Regions from separate parts of the Rattus norvegicus genome. Here region 2 is linked to region 1. The links are chromatin contacts, called in public Hi-C maps. All regions are on one chromosome and are shown on one strand. Each heading gives the region's core, a stretch centred on a gene start, on an enhancer-like site or on the middle of the called end of the contact. The rest is flanking DNA. Distances are from core to core; before and after follow the strand shown. Region 1 overlaps Lama3 (laminin subunit alpha 3). Region 2 overlaps Ttc39c (tetratricopeptide repeat domain 39C).

The links. A called contact is a pair of places that touch in the nucleus more often than the background predicts.
Region 2: a contact with region 1 is called in a Hi-C map of the A7r5 cell line, with 5 times the contacts expected there. The contact joins two enhancer-like sites. A contact is called at or near these places in 9 of 12 Hi-C or Micro-C datasets (the A7r5 cell line, the Rat2 cell line, Schwann cells and 4 more).

Annotation. Positions count from the first base shown.
Region 1 is chr18:3,899,243-3,903,755 of GRCr8, forward strand. It overlaps Lama3 (laminin subunit alpha 3), which reads left to right. Exons shown (of 75, transcript NM_001393748.1): 19 at 1,225-1,381; 20 at 4,046-4,178. Among named protein-coding and RNA genes, the nearest start is that of Lama3, 100 kb to the left of the region's middle. Within about 2 kb of position 1,834, at least 2 of the 93 cell types and tissues checked have an H3K27ac peak or open chromatin away from gene starts, as enhancers often do. A contact at or near this core is called in the A7r5 cell line, where this site is marked.
Region 2 is chr18:4,144,510-4,149,022 of GRCr8, forward strand. It overlaps Ttc39c (tetratricopeptide repeat domain 39C), which reads left to right. Exons shown (of 14, transcript NM_001415714.1): 7 at 2,583-2,676. Among named protein-coding and RNA genes, the nearest start is that of Cabyr, 20 kb to the right of the region's middle. Within about 2 kb of position 2,597, at least 3 of the 93 cell types and tissues checked have an H3K27ac peak or open chromatin away from gene starts, as enhancers often do. A contact at or near this core is called in the A7r5 cell line, where this site is marked.

The sequences.
Region 1 (4,513 bases), core at 584-3,083:
CACGCCTACGGATCTTTGCAAATGCTGGGTGCAAGCAGCTCTCACTCTGCTCACAGTGCAGGGGCGTGGCTGCCCCACAGTGCAGGGGCGTGGCTGCCCTCACTGCGCTCACAGTATGCAGGGGCGTGGCTGCCCTCACTCTGCTCACAGTGCGGGGGCGTGGCTGCCCTCGCTGCTCTCACAATGCAGGGGCGTGGCTGCCCTCAGTGCAGGGGCATGGCTGCCCTCGCTGTGCTCACGGTGTGGGGGCGTGGCAGCCTTCTCTGTGCTCACAGTGCAGGGGCGTGGCTGTCCTCATTGTGCTCATGGTGTGGGGGCGTGGCTGTCCTCAGTGCAGGGGCGGGGCTGCCCTCACAGTGCAGGGGCGTGGCAGCCTTCTCTGTGCTCACAGGGCAGGGGCGTGGCATCTATTTCTGTTGACAGGTGGATCTTTATGTCTCTAAATCCATTAAGTGTTATTCCTTTTTACAGATTTGCATATTTATTGGCTTGAAGAACTCTTGAGTAGTTTGAGTGTGGAAGCCACTTAGCATTGGGTGTTTTAAAGCTTTCTTTATGACTGCTACAATTGGACTTGCCAAAGGAACTCATCCATTAACCTATAAATGATTCAGACAGTAAAGGCACTTGTTGCCAAGCCTGAACACCCGAGTGGGTCCTCAGGACCAGGATCCACTCAGTGGGAGGAGAGAACCAACCCTAGCACGTTGTCCTCTGCCCGCCACAAGTGCACATCCATGTACACGTGTGCACACATGCATGCACACAAATAAACACATAAGAATATGATAAAGTTATATATATATATATATGTTTACTATATACAGTATTATATCGTGATGCTTATAACAGTGCTTGCCCATAATTATTGATGTTTGTAAAGTATGTGAGTGTGGGAAGATGGAGGGAGAGAGCAGCTATTAAATTTTATTAATTGTTGGCATCCATTAGAACACAGTAGGGGTATGTCGGGGACCTCATGACTTGTGCTAAGTGACTTCCTCAATTTAGTGCTTGGGATGGGTGGGTGTCGGGTGTGCTCTGTGCCAGCATTTCCCTGAATAAAAGCAATCATTTAGAGCAGGGGCGGGGACAGCCTTCCTCTGTTCTGAGTTAATGGGCTTAGTGAGTTGGCCGTGTTCTTTGGGCAGCATCTATTAGGGAAGATATTCAGCTTAACCACAGACCTAACTCCTCATGTCCCTTTACTTGTGATTAACAAAGGCCTGAAAGTAACTGCTACTTCCCGGACTTGCACCACATGAAGTATGAGGTTGAAGGTGGCACTGGACCTAACGGAAGAGACCTACGGTTTGGATTTGATCCCCTGGAATTCCCTGAGTTTAGCTGGAGAGGATATGTCCCAATGACCTCTGTGCAGGTATACAGTCAGAGGGCTACAGCTCACTGCTGGACACCCATATATATGCAGAGCACTCTAGGGTCTAAAAGTCCTGCTGCTGCCAGGGCCTATTCTAGGATTCATTTTCTGTAGAGCGCTGGCTAGGGTTGCCTTGGAAGCCAGGCTCGGGATTTAAGATAGGGCAATATTTTAACTAAATATGTGCTTGGATTTCATAGTTACTTTAATTTGACCACTAAATCAGAAAATGAAGGAACCGAAGAAAGATAGTATTTGTCTCTGGAGGCTTTTCATGGATAGAAACACATTTCTTAAATGATATTAAGCTTTACTAAAACATAGAGAACATCTTTTACTATAATGACATCTGTGGAAAACAAAAACCAAGCTGGCTTGGAGGCTTCTAAAATAGCTAGCCTCCTCCTCCCCCTCCAGCAGAGGTCCACAGTGTCCTGCTGCCTCAGCCTCCTAAGTGCATAACATCAGGCGTGAATCACCTTCCCGTGAATCACCTTCCCGCTTGGCGTTACTGGTTTGGGGCACTGCTTTTTAAAATCCTGAATTCCTCTGCGTGGGGACTGAAGTAAAGGGTGAGCTTTGGTGCTGTTTGGCTTTTCCGTCTCCTTCCCTCCGCTACCCTCTGCTACTCCCATCTGTCTATCTTGCCTTAATGTAGAGTAAGAGATGTGTACATTATTCTTTACTTATAGGACTTATATAGAATTTATAGCCCTATGTGTAGAGTCACTAGGTAAGTTTTATCCTCAGAACTTCTCTTTGAGGCTGGTCTCTTAAACTGCTCTGAGGTAGATGTGAGAGAGGTGAACCGATGACTGGGACTAATGGAGTCAGAGAGAATCTGGGCCAGGCCACAGCTCTCTCGGAGTCCCCATCTACCTAATGATGTTTTTGCCTGGCCAAATTCTCCCCAACGAAGTTATCTTTACCAAACAAGACTGCAAGGCCTTTCTTCCCGCACACACCAATTCAGTTTCTTCCTTTCCTTTCTGAGACAGGGTCATATTATGGAACCCTGGCTAACCCGGGGCTCACTATGCAGATCAGACTGATCTTTAATTCATAGAGCTCCGCCTGCCTCTGCTCCCTGGATTCTTTCATTAAAGGCCTGCACCATATGTGCACGTGAGGTATGACACAGGGGAGTGCAGGCATCTGCAGAAGGGAGTACGAGATCTTCCGGATCTGGAGTTGCAGGAGGCTGTGAGCCACAGAACTTGGTGCTGAGAAACACATTTACATTCTATGCGGGCTCTTCCTTTTTCATAGTGGAGATCGATTAGTCATAAGATCATCGTGGATTCCATCAAGTCCTGATGAGAAGTGGCTGACACCGAACCCAGTGTAGGTGTTCTCACAGACGTTTGACGCAAAGGAATCCGTTTCAAATGATCTTCATTGTGAGGAAGCCTTTGGGTCAGAGGACCTGTGGTGTCCCTTGCTTGACCACCTGCTTTATTCTCTTAATTCATCCTTGCACATTTAATTCCCAATTGGTATTAAAATTGAAAAAAATGAATTCAATCAAATTCTTGGATCTGGCAGGAATTCCTGTGGGGTGTTATTTACGGCCTCTGCGTCAGAACTAGTGGTTCCCTGGGAGTCAGCCTTGGTTGGCTCTGCAAGTCTTGTAACCCATGTCCTTTCCATTGAGGCCAAGCTAGCTGGGAGAGGATTGAGCAAATCCAGACAGGAATTCCCACACTGTGAACCTCCCCACCTTGGACCATAGCTGGATCTGGACATGTGGCTTGTGGTTCTCAATAAAAATAACTTATGCTGGAGAGATGGCGTGGAGGTTAAGAGCTTTCACTGCTCTTGCAGAGGACCTGAGTTCAGTTCCCAGCATCCACATGGAGGCTCACAAGAATCCCTAACTCCAGGTCCAAGGGATGTCACGCCCTCTTTTGACCTCCATGCACATACACATATGCAGGAGGAATGTTTATTAGCATACAATAAGTAAATCTGAATAAATAAATGATAATTTACTTGCATTATCAGTTCTTATAGAGTATTGTGAGACCCCAGAGCTTGGAGACACACGAGACCTCTCTTCTAGTTCAAAAGCTAACATTGTTTCTGGATAAAAGCTTGAGATAAAACTTCCTAAGGCAAAACAGGCATATTTAGTTGCATCCAGGTTTTTATCACAGATGCTTTGCTCCCCCACTATTACTGCCTGTGTCTGTGGCCAGGAGATGCCCGGTGGCCTCTCTAATGTGGTGGCGTGAAATGTCATGCTTCCCTTTCCTTCTCTATCTTCTGCCTTTGGCTTTCTCAGTCAGCCATGTTTGTCCTTGTCGCTGTGATCCACCTTATATTCCAATCTGTCTTCCTGGTTACAAAAAATATTGAAAGAGAACCCCGGGTGCTTCGAGGGTGCATTTCACTGTCACTAGAATTGTAAACGGCTTTGCTTTCTTGGTAGCCCTATTTCTGCCCAACTTCTGGGAACTGATTATGTATGAGTGTGAATTTGTGTGTGTGTGTGTGTGTGTGTGTGTGTGTGTGTGTGTGTGTGCATGTGCATGTGCATACATGCTTTCATGTGTGTATCTCCGTGTGTCTTACAGAGCTAACAGGGAAACAAAAGTCACTGTCTGCTGACACTTCTTTGCAGCCACTCCTCTACACTTTATGTTATTTTGGGGTACTTTTCAGAATGAAGTAAAGGTAAGACTGACCGTGAGGAAGTCAAGCCTCTCCTTATTCCGGATTATTCTGAGGTACATCAATCCTGGAATGGAAGAAGTATCCGGCCGTATCACTGTTTACTCATCCAGGGGGAAGTCAGGTAGGCAGCCTCAAGCCTCTTTTCTTACCTGTGTTGTGGTTTTGCTTTTTAGAGACAGCGTCTCAGGACATAACCCCAGAGTAGCATGAGCCTCTAAACTTGGCTTTGCCTCCTTGCAATTGAGAAAGGATGAATAGAATATTCCTTTGGTTTTTTGCCAAGTCTGTCATCCTTAGAAAACATGAAGCCCATGAGAAGATCTGATTGGACAGGTCCCTTGCATGCTTTTGCTACCTTAAGTTTCTCCAGCTATACACTGAATACTGAAAGCTAAATTATGTAAAGTGTTAGTACTGCCTTCTAGAAAGATGTCTTAAAGAGTTACTTATATTTCT
Region 2 (4,513 bases), core at 1,347-3,846, 250 kb after region 1:
CATAGAAAGAAATTTTTAATGGAAAGAAAAATCAGACGTACAGTGGTTCCCACTATACATGGCCATGTGTTCCAAGACCCTCAGTGACCACTGAAACCACAGAGAGAGCCAAATGCTAGATCTACACTTTGCCTATGCTTACTTACTCAGGCCACAATTAATGTATACATTAGGCAAAGAACAAAAGTCGGGTCAGCCATACTCTGTGGTAAAAATGACAGTGATGTGGTGGTGCTGCTGAATTCAAATAACTACTCAGGTTGTCCCAGTGGTGGCGGCAGTCCTCCTCACTACCCGGCCCAACATTCTGGGTTCCTGAATGACAGACACACAGACACACACACACACACACACACACACACACACACACACACACACACGGGGCGGGGGGGCGGGAGAACGAGAGAGACAAAGAGAGAGAGGGAGGGGGAGGGAGATGGGGGGAGGGAGGAAGAGAGAGGGAGGGAGGAAGGAAAGAGAGAGCGCTTTTATATTTTAATATGTCTTGAACAGTTCAAGGGCTGGGCTGCTTCCAAACCTCCACGTGGCTAACACACTCCCGTCTGATATTCCTGAGGTATTACTTACTAAAGCCTATATTCCATTTTGGCTGCCCCAGTCCCAGACCTGCATCCCTCTTGGGCTGAGTTCCCCAGACCTCCATGAGGGCTGTGTTCTCTGTCTGGCGCAGCTCAGGCTCTAGCCTCTACTCCTTTCCACCCCCACCCCCCACCCCCCCACCCCCCACTCCCCCACCCTCCACCCCCCACCCCCCGGCATGGCAGCTCTCCTCTTCCTGCTCCCTCCTCAGCTCCTTGCCCAGGAATCCTAAAGTCCCGCCTCTGTCTCCCGGCCCAGCCTTGGCCACTGGCAACTTTATTCACCAATCAGAACCAAGCAGGGATAGGGTCCCTCACTGTCTCACATGGGGACCACATTGATATCATGCTTGCAGCATCAGACCAGACCCACAGCAGTGTAGCCTTGCACCTCTCAAGGTGTCTGCCCATTCTGTATTCTGTGTTTAGACAGCAGTTGACCACTGGCCACTGGGACCACAGAAAGTGGAACAGTGGGTTTGGGGAGGGAAGTGACAGGTTATCTCTCCACTGGTGAAATGAGCCAACTCAAGCCAGATTAGATTATACCAAGGCAGGTTTACTGGGAAGCTGTTCCTGGGTGGGCAAGTTGAAGGTTGGGGACAGGGTATGCCAGGTAGGGACTGAGAGATGCTGGAAGAACTGGTGGCCAGGTCTGCCTCTCTGTAAAATATTCACCTCAGTCCCTTGTCCTGGGGTCCAGAACCAAACAGGGAGAGCTCTAGAACCAGAGATATGTGAAACTGACGTCTGGCGGCTGGTGGGTTCTGCACAGCAGTGGGCAGATGCATACACTGCAAGTGAAATCTGGAGCCTCAGAGAGATCTGAGTGTGACAGATGACACCAGTGACCAGAAGCAAGTGTACCCCACTGTTCAGTTTAGAATCTAATCATCCATCGTTCCAGTGGGATGGAGGGACCAGATAGGGCAAGGCGTAATGACAGTGGCTTCGATGGTTATTCCTTCTGGACTACAACTGAATATTCACCAGAAGACAGGATATGGCCTTTGGGCCTATGGAATGTGCCTGGTTACAATGAACTAGATTGGCAGCCAGTTATAATACAATGAAGTCTACATACATGAATGTAGAGAGACTAATGTGGGTAAAATGTGGTGAGCTGGGCCTCACTGGAAAAGTCACTGCCTAAGCCAGGCCTTGAGGTGCACACCTGCAGTCTCAGCTACTGGAAAGGGCAGCTGGAGTCAGGATCATGGGGTTGAAGCCAGTGTGGACCACAGTGGGACTGCCTTGTTAGGTTTTCTATTTCCGTGAGGACCATGCCAACTCTTATAAAAGAAAACATTTAATTGGGGCTGGCTTATAGGTCAGAGCCCATTGTCGTTGGGGCAGGAAGCATGGCAGCTCACAGGCAGCCGTGGTGCTGGAGGAGCTGAGCGTTTACATGGGGACCCACAGGCAGCAGAAAGAGAGAACCACTGGGCCTAGCTTGAGCTTCTGAAACCTCAAAGTCCACCCCCTGGTGTCACGCTTCCTCCAACGAGGCCACACCTCCAATAATGCCACGCCCCGAGAGTCTCTGGGGACCACTTTTATTCAAACCACCACAGGGACCCTGTATCACAAAATAAAAACCGGAAAGAAAAAGGGACTGATGGGCTGCTGGAGGGCTAAGGCACGTGCACCCCAGCCTGCAGTGAGTTCCATCCCTGGGGACATCGTGGAAGGTGTGAAGCCACTCCCACACACTGTCCTCTGACCTCAGCGGGTGGCTGGTGTGTCCTGTATGTGCACACACACAAAATAAGTAGAAACAGTTTTTTTTTAAGGAGTTAATGTGCTGAGGTTAACTTCATAAAGCAAAGTGGCACGTTTTGTTAGCAACCCTTAAAGCAGCTCTCCTGTACTGCTTGCTTGGTCTATTGAAAATCGGGGCTCAGGAAAAAGCTAGTCATGGTTGATGATGGTGATGCAAGGCTGGGTCATAACCAGTCATCCTGCTTTTCTTTTTCTCCTCAGTGTCAAATCAACAGTGCCTTGACTTCCTTCCACACTGCTCTGGAACTGGCTGTAGACCAGAGAGAGATCCAGCATGTGTGTCTGTATGAAATCGGTAACTATGAGAATCCATGTCTGTCTGTATGAAATCGGTAACTGTGAGACTTGTACTGGCCCTGGTGTTACATTTACAGTAAGCCGGGATCAGCACGAGAGCTGCAAGCTGCCCGCCCTCCATGCTGTTAGAGTCCACTCTCCTAGTGGTACTCTACGTTATTACTTACTACTTAGTGTGTTTCATCTGGGCTGCTCATAACTCCAACCGGCCAGCCCTCAGGGCCATGTCTATGACTCACCTACCCATGGCAGCTTCTCCTTCCTCCTCCTGCGCATTCTTCCCCTCATGATCCTCCGCCCACCCCAAGCCCATGAAACCTAAACCCCATCTATGTCTCTTCTACCCCGCTATTGGCTATTGGCATCTTTATTTCCCAATCAGAAATAACTTGGGGCAGGGTCACTTAGCTATGTGCTGCCAGTCTCCAGGGCCCAGTATTAGCATTAGAGCATTAGAATGCAGGCAGCATCAGGCCAACCCCTACAAGCTACAAGCGGGCATCTTCTCTCCTTGTGGGAAGGCAGACACCGCGCTGTATACTGAGGATCTGGTCACCCTGACTCTCACACCAAGGCTCATCTCTCCTGTGCTCACTTTTCCTTGCTACCGTCCTTGGTTTGGAGACAGCAGACAGTGTAGTGTGGGATACTCTGGTGCATATTAAAATTCAAGGCTCAAGGCTCTTGAAAAGTACTGCCTAGGAGGAAGCTGGAGCCTGCTTCTTTTAGCCGTCTGTTTCCGGACCTTAGGTGTGTTTTGAAACCGTCTGAGCCACTCATGTCCAATAAAGGGACTGTGTTTTAATTAGACTTTTTTTTCGGTCAACTTGACCGAAGCCACTACGGTGGTCTGGGAAGAAGGATCAATAGAGATCAGCTTGTAGGCAAGTCTGCGGGGGCATTTTTTTTGGCTAATGGTTGGTGTAGGAAGGCCCAGCCCATTGTGGGCAAGCCAGTAAGAGTATTCCTCCCTGGCCTCTGCTCTAGTTCCTGTCTACAGGGCCCTGCCCTGGCTATCCTCAGTGATGGGCTGTGATCGGGACCTATAAGTCAAGTGAACACTTTCCTCCCCAACTTGAGAGACCTTTTGTGTAAACCACACCTAAAAATACACAGCACCGGTGCACAGACCCTGAGGAACAGGCTCCATCGCCAGCCTCCTTCACACAGTTGGACATGTAGCTTTGAGGTTTCTAAAGCTCACCCATGTGTGAAAACAGGAGGGACTTGGTACTTAGGAATGGGGCCCAGACAGAACTTAGCACATCTGTTCTTCCACAAGGACCCAGTTACACCATCCCAAAGTCACACGCTTAGGGATAAGCATAAAAGGAAACACAGTCCTTACATGATTCTAACCAAGTTGTTTTGAGCCATTGTGTCCCAGAAGAGAAGGCAAACTAAGGCACAGGGCCTCCTTTGCAGAGCCAGCAGTCACATCCAGGTGGAACCAGGTCGTTGGCAAGTGAAAGGCCTTCTCTGGTCAGTCAGATGCTCTGTCTTATGGGGACATGGACACCGGGAGAGTGTGTCTGCCTGGGATCCTCTCCTTCGCCTAGGTTGTTACTGAGAGCAGCTCTGCTGGCTGCCTACACTCAGCTCTGACCTGGGCACTTTAGAGATTTCAGAATCCTTTATGGAACCATCTCTCCATTTGCTGAGAAGAGTAAATACAACTTTGGGCTTGGAATACTTTCTAAACAAAACACTGTATTTTGGCCTGATGTGTCACAGATGAGAGATGAGGGCAAAGGACTAAAAATGATGGATTGGTGGGAACCAAGTGAGCTGTGAGCACAGCTGCAGAGGACAGGGAAGAAAAGCAGCAGCAGATG